Regions from separate parts of the Pan troglodytes genome. Here regions 1 and 3 are each linked to region 2. A link is a contact called in public HiChIP or PLAC-seq data. All regions are on one chromosome and are shown on one strand. The core of a region is the stretch at or near the end of the contact, and the rest is flanking DNA. Distances in the headings are between cores, read along the strand shown.

Evidence for each region. HiChIP or PLAC-seq counts read pairs in DNA pulled down with a chosen protein or histone mark.
Region 1: an H3K4me3 HiChIP or PLAC-seq map of stem cell-derived excitatory neurons shows a contact between it and region 2, with 4 times the contacts expected there. The contact joins the promoter of RAP1GDS1 here to the promoter of EIF4E in region 2. A contact is called at or near these places in 1 of 7 Hi-C or Micro-C datasets (stem cell-derived neural progenitor cells) and 1 of 1 datasets of contacts at active chromatin or transcription factors (stem cell-derived excitatory neurons).
Region 3: a contact with region 2 is called in an H3K4me3 HiChIP or PLAC-seq map of stem cell-derived excitatory neurons, with 5 times the contacts expected there. The contact joins the promoter of STPG2 here to the promoter of EIF4E in region 2. A contact is called at or near these places in 1 of 7 Hi-C or Micro-C datasets (stem cell-derived neural progenitor cells) and 1 of 1 datasets of contacts at active chromatin or transcription factors (stem cell-derived excitatory neurons).

The regions. Positions count from the first base shown.
Region 1 is chr3:99,705,148-99,708,605 of NHGRI_mPanTro3-v2.0_pri, reverse strand. RAP1GDS1 (Rap1 GTPase-GDP dissociation stimulator 1) reads right to left here and starts at 2,058. Exons shown (of 15, transcript XM_054683209.2): 1 at 1,794-2,058. The coding sequence starts at 1,797.
Region 2 is chr3:100,362,225-100,365,610 of NHGRI_mPanTro3-v2.0_pri, reverse strand. EIF4E (eukaryotic translation initiation factor 4E) reads left to right here and starts at 1,563. Exons shown (of 7, transcript NM_001246470.1): 1 at 1,563-2,516. The coding sequence starts at 2,499. LOC104006140 (a long non-coding RNA gene) reads right to left here and starts at 2,231. Exons shown (of 7, transcript XR_008547570.2): 1 at 2,151-2,231.
Region 3 is chr3:99,588,179-99,591,440 of NHGRI_mPanTro3-v2.0_pri, reverse strand. STPG2 (sperm tail PG-rich repeat containing 2) reads left to right here and starts at 1,881. Exons shown (of 14, transcript XM_054683204.2): 1 at 1,881-2,352. The coding sequence starts at 2,244.

The DNA.
Region 1 (3,458 bases), core at 809-3,308, 660 kb after region 2:
TTTTCCACTGAAAAAGTACAGATTTAACATGTAAGCTAAAATGTTAAATGGATTGTTTAAGGCTCACCTGGAAACATGGGAAAATATATTTTGCAAGCCAAACTTGAACTTACAGTCCAATATCAGATAGGGTTATTGGACATACTGTATATTTCCTTTGAACATACACACATTTATCTGTGTATGTATGTTCAAAGGAATTTTATTTCAAAGTATATTTTATCTGTGTATGTTCAAAGGGAACACACATAAACGTGTGTATGTTCGACGGAAATATACAGCTTGTCCAATAATCTGATATAATACCTATTTAAAAATCTACTTTAAGAGAAAGGGAGACACGCATAAATGGGCCACCCAATTTTTACAGAAATTTGTTCAGCATAACGAGTACTCAAGTTAAAAAGAAAAAACAACTTAACTGAAAATAAAATTCAGAGCCCTAGACCTTTTTTGATTCATACCACCTCCTCCGTCAACCCTGGCCTCTTCCAGATATATGGCCAAAGGTCGGGATCAAAGCCTGAAGCATTTGCTGTTCCAGAAAACTCTATGGACACCATTCCCAGGTTTAGATACTTCTTGAAGATTCTGAGTTGCACCACCTAACTCTGAACGTGTTGAGCACTGTATTAACAGATGAAAGGACCACATTCATCTCAAGCTTTAAATAACTCGCACAGAAGGGGTGGGAAAAGTCCCAGCTGACAGATGCCAAGGGAGCAAATTTTAAAAAGAGGAAATTATGACAGACAGGAGTGGAAGCAAACTGGGGAACTTAGTACAAGTCGCTACTATTAAAAGAAACTTTGAGCTCTTAATTACATGACAGCATTCATCAGACATTTCTGTGATTACTGAATGTAACAGTTAAGCAATAGATGATGTAAAAAAATTAGGTCAAATGTATATATCGTTTTATAAAACATATTTGCTCTTAAATCTCTCATCCAAACCAATCTCTTCAGATTAACTATAAATACAAAGGAACTAAAATCAGATTATGCAGATTAGACAGGGGGAAGCTGGGAAAGAATAACTACCATGTAAGTTCGGTAACAACGTTACAGGGCGCAGTTTCCTGCTACAGAAGACGGACGAAGGAATCCAGAAAATAGGCTGGGCACAGGAATATTGCACACTGTAGTCACCCAGCACTAATTCAACAGCTAGCGGCTCTATCCTGCCTCACGTTCCTCGTGGCCTCTGACAAGTCATCCTTTCAACCTATGAGGCTGTCCGCTCTCCCCCTTGGAAAATAATTTCCGTGCAGGTTGTAAGATCTCCCTCACAAACTACTTGCTTCCACTTCCCCGCCCAGGATAAGGAGTCTCCACGACGGGGAAAGGTCGCACTGACAGAGAAGGAAGTTACACGAAGTGGTCGTGGTCGGACCCGAGCCTCGAGCTCAGTAGACGCGGGGGAAAAGGAAGCGGGCGGCCTCTGGAGAAACGGGGATGGAGCTGCAGATGAGAGCCCGCGAGGCAGGCTCCGTGGTGCCCGGGCACCGGCAGGAAGAATGGAGGAGGGGAGGCGAGGCTGCGAGGTGCCGGGGAGCCGGGCGGCGGTCCGGCCCGCGGCCGACCCCACCCCAGCCCGCGCTCGGGACCCTCCCAGCCCCGGCACCCGGCGTGCGTTCCGCGTGCGCCGACTCTCCCCGGAGGAACAGCCACTGTCTCACACCCGGGGACTGGAGAAATCCGGCAACTTTGCGCGAGAAATGCTTCCCACCCTGCAGCACGCCGAGAAAGAAAAAAATGTCAGGCGATGACGGCGGAGGAAGGATGACTTACCCATGTTGCTCCCCGAGGGTGAGGAACCGGCGGGGCGAGGCGAAGGTCTCCGGTGCGGGCGGCGCGGCTCTGTGTCCTCCCTCTACCTCCGTCTCTCCCGCAGCCAGGGAGGGACCCGCGGGGGGCGGCCGCCGGGGAGGAGCAGCTGGTGTTGCTGCAGGCGGCGCGGCCGCGGCGGGGACGAGCGGCGGGGGGCGGGGCGGGGCGGGGCGGGGCGGGGCTGGCGGGCGCAGCCTGCGGCGGGCGCGGCTCCGAGCGGGCGGGCGGCGGAGGCGCGGGAGCCGGCCTGAAGAGCTCCGGCCCCGACTCGCGGCCCACGAGCGCCCCGCCCTCCCCAACGAGCATGCCCAGTGCCTTTTCCACCCCTCCCTCTGTGGCGAGCGAGGCTAAGCGTGCGGGTGGGCGTGTGTTTGCAGACCGGCTGCAGCCGCGGCGGAGGATCTTCATGGCGGCCGTCTGAGAGGCGGAGGGCGGGCCCGGAGAAAGCAGGGAATGGTGATATTGAGCCCGATCTGCTAGCAGAGGACTCACCGCTGCCTTGCTTTCCCACCCTGACCCACCAACCCCTCACCCGGAACCCGGGCCTGCCTTCTTTACGGGACGACCGGGCCGCACAGGCCGGAATTAACCGGAGAAGAGGCTGGGCCGCCGCAGAGCCGGGAGGGGTGGTGGGAAGCCAAAGCTGACGCCCCGACACGAAGTTGGAAAGGACGTGTAGGCGACTAGGCCTGCGCCTCTTGGGGACACCTGCGGACGCCCGCTGGCAGCTGGCTGAGGAGGGGCCGCCGGGAGGGCGCTCGATAGCAGGCGTGTCATTGGGACACTTAAGTCTGCTCTAGCTGTGGCCAGCTTAGAAACAAAGGTCCCGGCAGCGAGGAGAGCGCCCGCCCCAGGATTTCCTCGAAGAGTGTGTCGTTCTCCCTCCCGGAGGAGCGCGGCCTTCCGTTCCCCGGAGGGCGCTGGAAAGGCCCTTTAACCGGGGTGCCGTCGGGCTCCATCCTGCTCTCTGTGAAAGCGGGAGGAACTACGTTCCCCAGGCTTGAAAATAAGCGTCCTGCTGGGTTGGCTGCGGCACTGCCAAAGCTAACCTGGCGGAGGTCCTGTGATCCCGGGGCCGCCGCCCGCTCCCACCACCACCACCTCGGCCTCGGGGAGGACCTGAGCAGGGCTCTCCCACTGAGGGCGTCCTCCCGGCTGGGCATGCACGTGAGGCCGGGGCTGGCTTCGGTCCTCTGCCCTGGGGTAGGAGGCTGGAGGAAACCGATTTCTCTGCACCCTAATCTTGCCCTGGCTCCTCCTGAGTGGGGTGAGGAATCTGGTCGCTCTCCAAGGCTACAGCGACCGCAGTCCTTCAGGGGAGACGGTGCAGTCAGCAGTACAACCTGTTGGAGAAAGATAGCTGAATCGAGGTGTCTTTCCCCTGTCAACTTTCACTCGGTCAATCCAATGTTGAGAAAGGGCTTTTTTTGTTTGTTTTTTAATTAGTCGCCTGTTCTCACAGTCATCAGTTTCTGCTTGGTGACTAGTATTTCGAGCACACAAATCAGAAGCGACCCTGTAATTTGTTAAGCAAAGAGCAGATTTTATGTGATTTTTCTACAGCAAGAAACGATAATTAAAAAGGTTTGGTAAAACAGGAAAATACAATTTAACTGCTGAAGTCAA
Region 2 (3,386 bases), core at 314-2,813:
TAGTCCTAGCTACTTGGGAAGCTAAGGTGGGAGGATCCCTTGAACCCAGAAGGTCAAGGCTGCAGTGAGCCATAATCATGCCACTGCACTCCAGCCTGGGTAACAGAGCAACACCCTGAAAAGACAAAAAGAAAGGAAGGAAGGAAGGAAGGAAGAGAGAGAGAGAGAGAAGGGGAGGGGAGGGGAGGGAGGGGAGGGGAGGACAGGGGAGAGGAGGGGAAGAGAGGGGAAGAGAAGGGAAGGGAAGGGAGGGGAAGGGTGGGGAAGGGAGAGGAAGGGTGGGGAAGGGTGGGGAAGGGGAAAATAGGACATCTATGCTGTCTTTTTCTCTTCAAAGAAGGTAACCTGACACCACTTCTAACCAGCAGAAAATAACAACGCGGTCAACAGAATTATTTTGGATAGTCTAAGTAACAGTAGATAGTCTCTGTAAGTAGAAATCCACTTATCCGTTTATTATCATTATGTTTTTTTTTTGGAAATGGAGTCTCGCTGTGTCGCCCAGACTGGAGTGCAGTGGCGGGATCTTGGCTCACTGCAACCTCCACCTCCCAGGTTCAAGTGATTCTCCTGCCTCAGCCTCCTGAGTAGCTGAGACTACAGGCAGGTGCCACTATGCCTGGCTAATTTTTGTATTTTTAGTAGAGACAGGGTTTCACCATGTTGGTCAGGCTGGTCTCGAACTCCTGACCTCAGGTGATCCGCCCACCTTGGCCTCCCAAAGGGCTGGGATTACAGGCGTGGGCCACTGCGCCTGGCTTGTTAATTCTATCTACTTTAAAACCTAGTAGAGCTAAGCCCACTAGACAAAAGCTTTCATTAATCACTTCTGATATTCAGGTAAACCAAAACATATGAACAGGCAATGGCTTTGAGTTCTCATACAGCCTCAATTATGTGTTAGTCAACTCAAGCATCCATTATGTACTCAATAATAGGTATGACACAGCTCTGGACCTCATTAACACTATAAGCAGACAGGCACAGGCAGCCTGCATACACTCCTTTTCCTGGTGTCAACATTATTTAAAAGCATGGGAAATAGTAATGAGACAGTGTCTTCTTCATTAGAACCTTAGGAGTCTACTAGATTTCTTCATCTCTATTTGTTGTTATTAGTAGCCAAACTGTGCAAAAAACATGGTCTTGAGAAATGATAGCACAGTATCTTAGAGGGAAAGGAAATGTAGGATGCCAGTGTGGGGACAAATTTCTGATTGCCAGTGATTGTTGTGAGCATAACAATAATTTCATGAACGTTAAAGCCTCTATTGAGGGCAGCTGCAGTTGTAAAGGAAAAAAAAAGGTCTTGAACATTTAAAACTACACTGGTGTACATCATAATCAAACAAAGTAAACAGAAAAAAATTTAAACTTTGCTAAAAAAAAAAAAAGCAGAAGCACTTGATCTTTAGGAAGGCACGCAGCTGCTTATTATGAATCATTTCTAGAGTCCGATGCATTTTCAAAGCCGGTTACAGTCATTACAAAGCACACCCTTGTGAGGTAAGTGTATCATCACCTTTGGTTCATAAATAAAAAAGCTGAGACGCCGAGCGATTAAGTCACTCGCCTAAGGAGAATGAGTCAACGTCAAGAGTCATAGTTGACCCGGCCTAAAGACTCCAGACCATCAGTCCAGGGCTTAGTCAGCGGGGCCCGGAGTGGCTTCCCTGGCTGGCATCTGGACTTAGGCTATTTCCGTGCACGTAAAAGCGGAATATTGGAACGGTTGCACAGAACTTCCAAATAATTTTTACCGCCACGCAAGATTTAGCCCTGAGGTCTTAATCTCAGGATTTGGGACAGTAAAAGCTGTCGTCCCTCCCCCTCGTCCAGCCGGTGGCAAGCGAGTACTGCGGGCGGTTCCGTCCGTCCCCTTTCGCAGAAATGGCAACGAATGACCACCAGCATTAGCTGAGCCAGGGGACGTGGGAGGGCTGATTGCCTAAACGACTCTGCATCGCCGCCTCTTTTTGAAACTAAGAGAAAATGGTGGGAGATCAAAAGAAAACTAAATAAACACACAGGCAACTTGTCCTGGGACCTCAACTAAGCAAATGAAGCCTTATTGTGTGTGCTGAGCCTGCAGTTCCCAACCTTCCGGGGAAGATGGGAGGACAGGGCGACAAAGGGCAGAGTAGGCTTGCCTGGCAGTAAGTGTGACCGCAGCTATCCAGGCGGAAGAGCAGAGGACTGAAACCACCCTCCAGCAAGCGAGTGTCCGCCGCGTTGAGAACCGCGCACCCTACCCATCGGCCACGTGACCAGTCCTTTTTAAAAAAAATTTCTTTACCTTAAAAAAAAAAAAGGTGGGGGAGAGACTCCACTTCCCAGAAGCCTCTCGTTACTCACGCAGCCGCAGTCTTGCGCAGGCGCCGCCAGGGCCAAACGGACATATCCGTCACGTGGCCAGAAGCTGGCCAATCCGGTTTGAATCTCATTTTTTTCCTCTTACCCCCCCTTCTGGAGCGGTTGTGCGATCAGATCGATCTAAGATGGCGACTGTCGAACCGGTGAGTATTGCCTTTGGCCCCCACCCCCACGGGTCCCCGCGCTCTGTCTTCCTTCTGACTGGGGGACTCCGCGGGACGGCGTTCCCGGCGCGCACTGTACCCCTTGCCGCCCCCTCCCCCTCATGTTGGACCTGACCTCCCGCGGACAAGTGGGGACGTCCCGGAGGCTGGCCGAGGCGGCGTGTAGCGCACACTTTCTGGTGGGGGCCCGAGAACTGGGGGAGCGGTGTGGGGGAGGGGCGGCGTGGCGCCTCCTGCGGAACCGCGAGGTGTCTACAGGGTGGAGGGTAGCTGGGGTTCTGGGCTGGGTATGCGGGGATGGTGTCTTCATGATAGGAAGGCGCGGGGCCGGCTCCCAGCGAGTACTGGGATCCGCAGGCAGGGTGGGCGGCGAGCCGGCCTGGAGTGAGATGGAGGAGGGAGCCCTGGAGCAGCCTTTCCCTCCCTGCAGAACCCCAGCTCCGGGGCTCGGGTGCGGAGCGCGCGCACGTCTTCCTTAGACCGGTGGACTGGGGAGCTGGTGGGCGAGTGTTGCCGGAGGGTGGGTTAGGCGGGAGTGGTGCCGCGGCACGCGCGGAGGAGCTTCGACCTCGCTTAGGGGAGTTGAGAGGGGCGAGCGCCTGTTAATCCAGCGCGCCGGAGAGTTGCCGGTGTTTGCGCCAGGGGAAGCGAGAAAGGTTTGGGGTGGGAAGGAACACTCGTGTGTCACGGTGAAGCTCTCCAAGTAGAATGAGGGATGGTGGTGGTGAGAAGGGGTATCACATTGTCCTCGCCCCTCCATGCTTGGGACTGGGCTGTCATGGAGGAGGGAAGGGGGAGGAGCGAGGCCTACAGATCGCTGTAGCCGGTCGGCTTGCCGGCCGGACCTGC
Region 3 (3,262 bases), core at 632-3,131, 770 kb after region 2:
TTTCATACTATTTGAATAGTTTGAAAAGGAAATTCAAACAATTTTCTTTTTTTTTTTTAATTATACTTTAAGTTCTAGGGTACATGTGCACAACGTGCAGGTTTGTTACATATGTATACATGTGCCATGTTGGTGTGCTGCACCCATTAACTCGTCATTTACTTTAGGTATATCTCCTAATGCTATCCCTCCCCCCTTCCCCCACCCCAGGACAGGCCCCAGTGTGTGATGTTCCCCCTCCTGTGTCCAAGTGTTCTCATAAACAATTTTCTTTTAAGACAGGGTCTTGCTTTGTCTTCCAGGCTGGAGTACGGTGGTACCATCATAGCTTGCTGTAATCTCAAATTCCTACTTGGCTAATTTTTAATTAAAAAAAAATTTTTGTGTGTGTGCAGGTGGAATCTCCCTATGTTGCCCCGGCTGGTCTTGAACTTCTGGCCTCAAGCAATCCTCCTGCCTGGGCCTCCCAAAGTGCTAGGATTAAGGATTACAGGTGTGAACCACTGCACCTGGCCTCATAGAAACTTTTAAAAGAAAGATTTTTTTTTGTTAAGAATGCAGAATTTTGAGAGACCAATTATTACCAAATTATGAAGAGTATATAGGTTGCACTTCAGTGTGTAATATTTAGGTAGGATCTGGCCATTGATCAGCTGGCCATCAATGGCCAGCCATTGGATTATACGTCTCTTTCCCCATTAGAGAGAGAACACCTGAGGGCAGGGACTTTCTTATGCCTTTGTATCCTCATAACTTAGCAGGGATGGAACCTACAGTATATGCCAATTCGTGTTTTTTAAGTGCATAAATAATTTAGCTAGCTATTGAACAGAAAAAAAGGTATTACAGATACATCCTTGAGAAGCATATAGCCTCGCAAGGAGAGGGTTCCGACATATATGGCACAATGAAGCCACAGTAAATGTTGCACAGGATTGAGTGGCAAATCGTGTATTACAGAGTATGAAAACTATAAAAACTTGTAGTAGGAACAAATTAACGTACTGTAGACCATTTGGAGGTGAGGTATGATCAAGGTAGGATTTGTCTAAGCCTCTGAGGATATTTAGAATCTGGACAGAATTCTTGCTAGAAAAAACAGCCTGCGAGAAGCAGAGGTGGATTCTGACGTAGATTCCTTAAGCCCCAAGGACAAGCTAGGTTTCTTTTGCCCAAGGTTCAGAACCATTGGTTTGGTGGGGTGGACTGGGCTTTTTCAGTGCCTTCGCTTTGCTTTATAAATATTGATGAATCAGTATTGTGGTTACCTGGCATCCGACAAAAGAGGCAGCTTTCAGTCACTTCCACGGCTTCAGTTGGTGAGCTTTTTGCCTCCTTGCCTGGTGTCCTCATTTCTTTTTTTTTTCTTTTTTACCCTTATCTTCTTTGTGATTTTTTTTTCTGGGTTCTCCATTTCTTGTCACTGCCCTGAGCCCTGGGTTTGTCTTAGCAGTTTGGACTATCTACAGGTTAAGATCAGAGGTGCCTTTTCTCTGTGAGTACGAGTGGGGCTGCAGTAGAAGCGGGGGAGAGCTTGCGGAACCCCAAGCTCTCTGCTTCATGCTACTGCATTTTTCTTTACTAGGTTCTGTTGAATCGGGAAGCAGATCAAGGTCAAGTTAGTCCTCACCCTTCCTAACGCGTTTTCTAAGGTTCTTCTGCACACTTAAAAAAGTTCGGGACCTAAGTAGTTACCGGGACCCCAAGAGCTACGAGGTTTAGGCCTGCCTTCTTCAAGGCGCGCCGGGTTCCGGGTAAAAAGAGCCGGGAAAGGGTGGCGGCTCGGTGCGCATGCTCCGAGGGCTCGGCCCAGGAAGGCACCCCCACTTCGCTCCCTAGAGACTGGGCCCGCCTCCTCCCCAGAGACTGGGCCCGCCTCCTCCCCAGGCTTCCGGGCGGAGAGAAGTGGGCGGAGTCAGGGCCGGAAGCACCGGGGCGAGCGTCTAATCCCTAATGCCCAATTTTGGTGGCGTGCACCTGGCAAACTGATGATTGTGTGGGACGTCTAATCTCTAGTCGCTCACCCCTCTACTTTACCACAGAGCTAGAAATCGATTTGAGGAAATCTGGTATCAATGAGCGGGCGGGGAGACAACCCCACCCCTAATTTCCCTGTTTACGGAAGTTCTGTCCCGGCCTCCTCAGACTGGTGTCGGCTTCCTTTTTCTCCACACCTCTAGCCGCCTTGTTTTTATCGTTTTCGGCACCTGCCCTTCCCCAGCGCCCCCACCACCCCGAGCACTATGTATGATCGGGCTCCCCGCCTGCTCAAATTGGCTGAAGGTGGCAGCACTGAGGCCCATGTGGGTCCTGGATCCTACCAGGTACCTTTCCTGAAGCAGCAGGCGACAGGTAAGATGTAGGAAGAGGCAGAGCTCCTGTGACAGGCATCCTATCTTCAGCCTGCTCCGCTTCTGCGTGCTTGTGAGTTAAACATAGAGCGGAATAGTACCATTTTGTAAACATAACAAAACATGAAGTAGGCAGGGAAAACACTATACTTTTATTTTACAGATGAGACTGATAGTATCACTTGTCCCATTTCAAAAGGCTGGTGAGCATATGGCTAGGACTTTTGATTCCACAATAGTTGTCTACATCCTACTTTTGATTGTGCAGTTTAGGTCTAGGATTTTGATTTCCTGGCTGTGTTGACATAATATATTAGTCTCCAAATCCTGTGCCTTTACCTCCCGCTGTCTCATTGCTTTGTAATCCTGCCTGCCTCACATCTTTCCTCCCATTAACCAGAGACATTTATTTACTAAGATGTAGCTTATATTTCTATTTTGCAGTATTATTTAAAGATAGTTCCGTTTTTTTTTCAGACAGATTTTTCTGACCGTCCTCATCTCTTTTAACACACTTCAGGGGAGCCCCTTTTCTCCACATTCTGTAAAGAAAAATTATATTTTTGACCAGTGGAGTGGGGATGGATAATTTAAATAATATTTGCTCTCCTCGTTTGTTTGCAGTTAGTGACTTAGTCAAAAATAAATACATCAATTTTGCTTTCTACTTTTTCTATTCTGATGATTTTCTGGAGCTTAATACCGTCCAAATGATAGTTTTTCTTAACCTACATTTTCCCCATACCTACACTATGTATTTTCAAGCAAATGCCAGGATCCATTATTCTGTTACATAACTGATCAGATAAGGAAAGGTTTAGGTTTCTTGGGGTGGAGTACAAATTTGACTTCTGTCAGTGTTTCACATGTTGAATTGTACTGCTTCACAGCATCTGGTGTCACTATTCTTG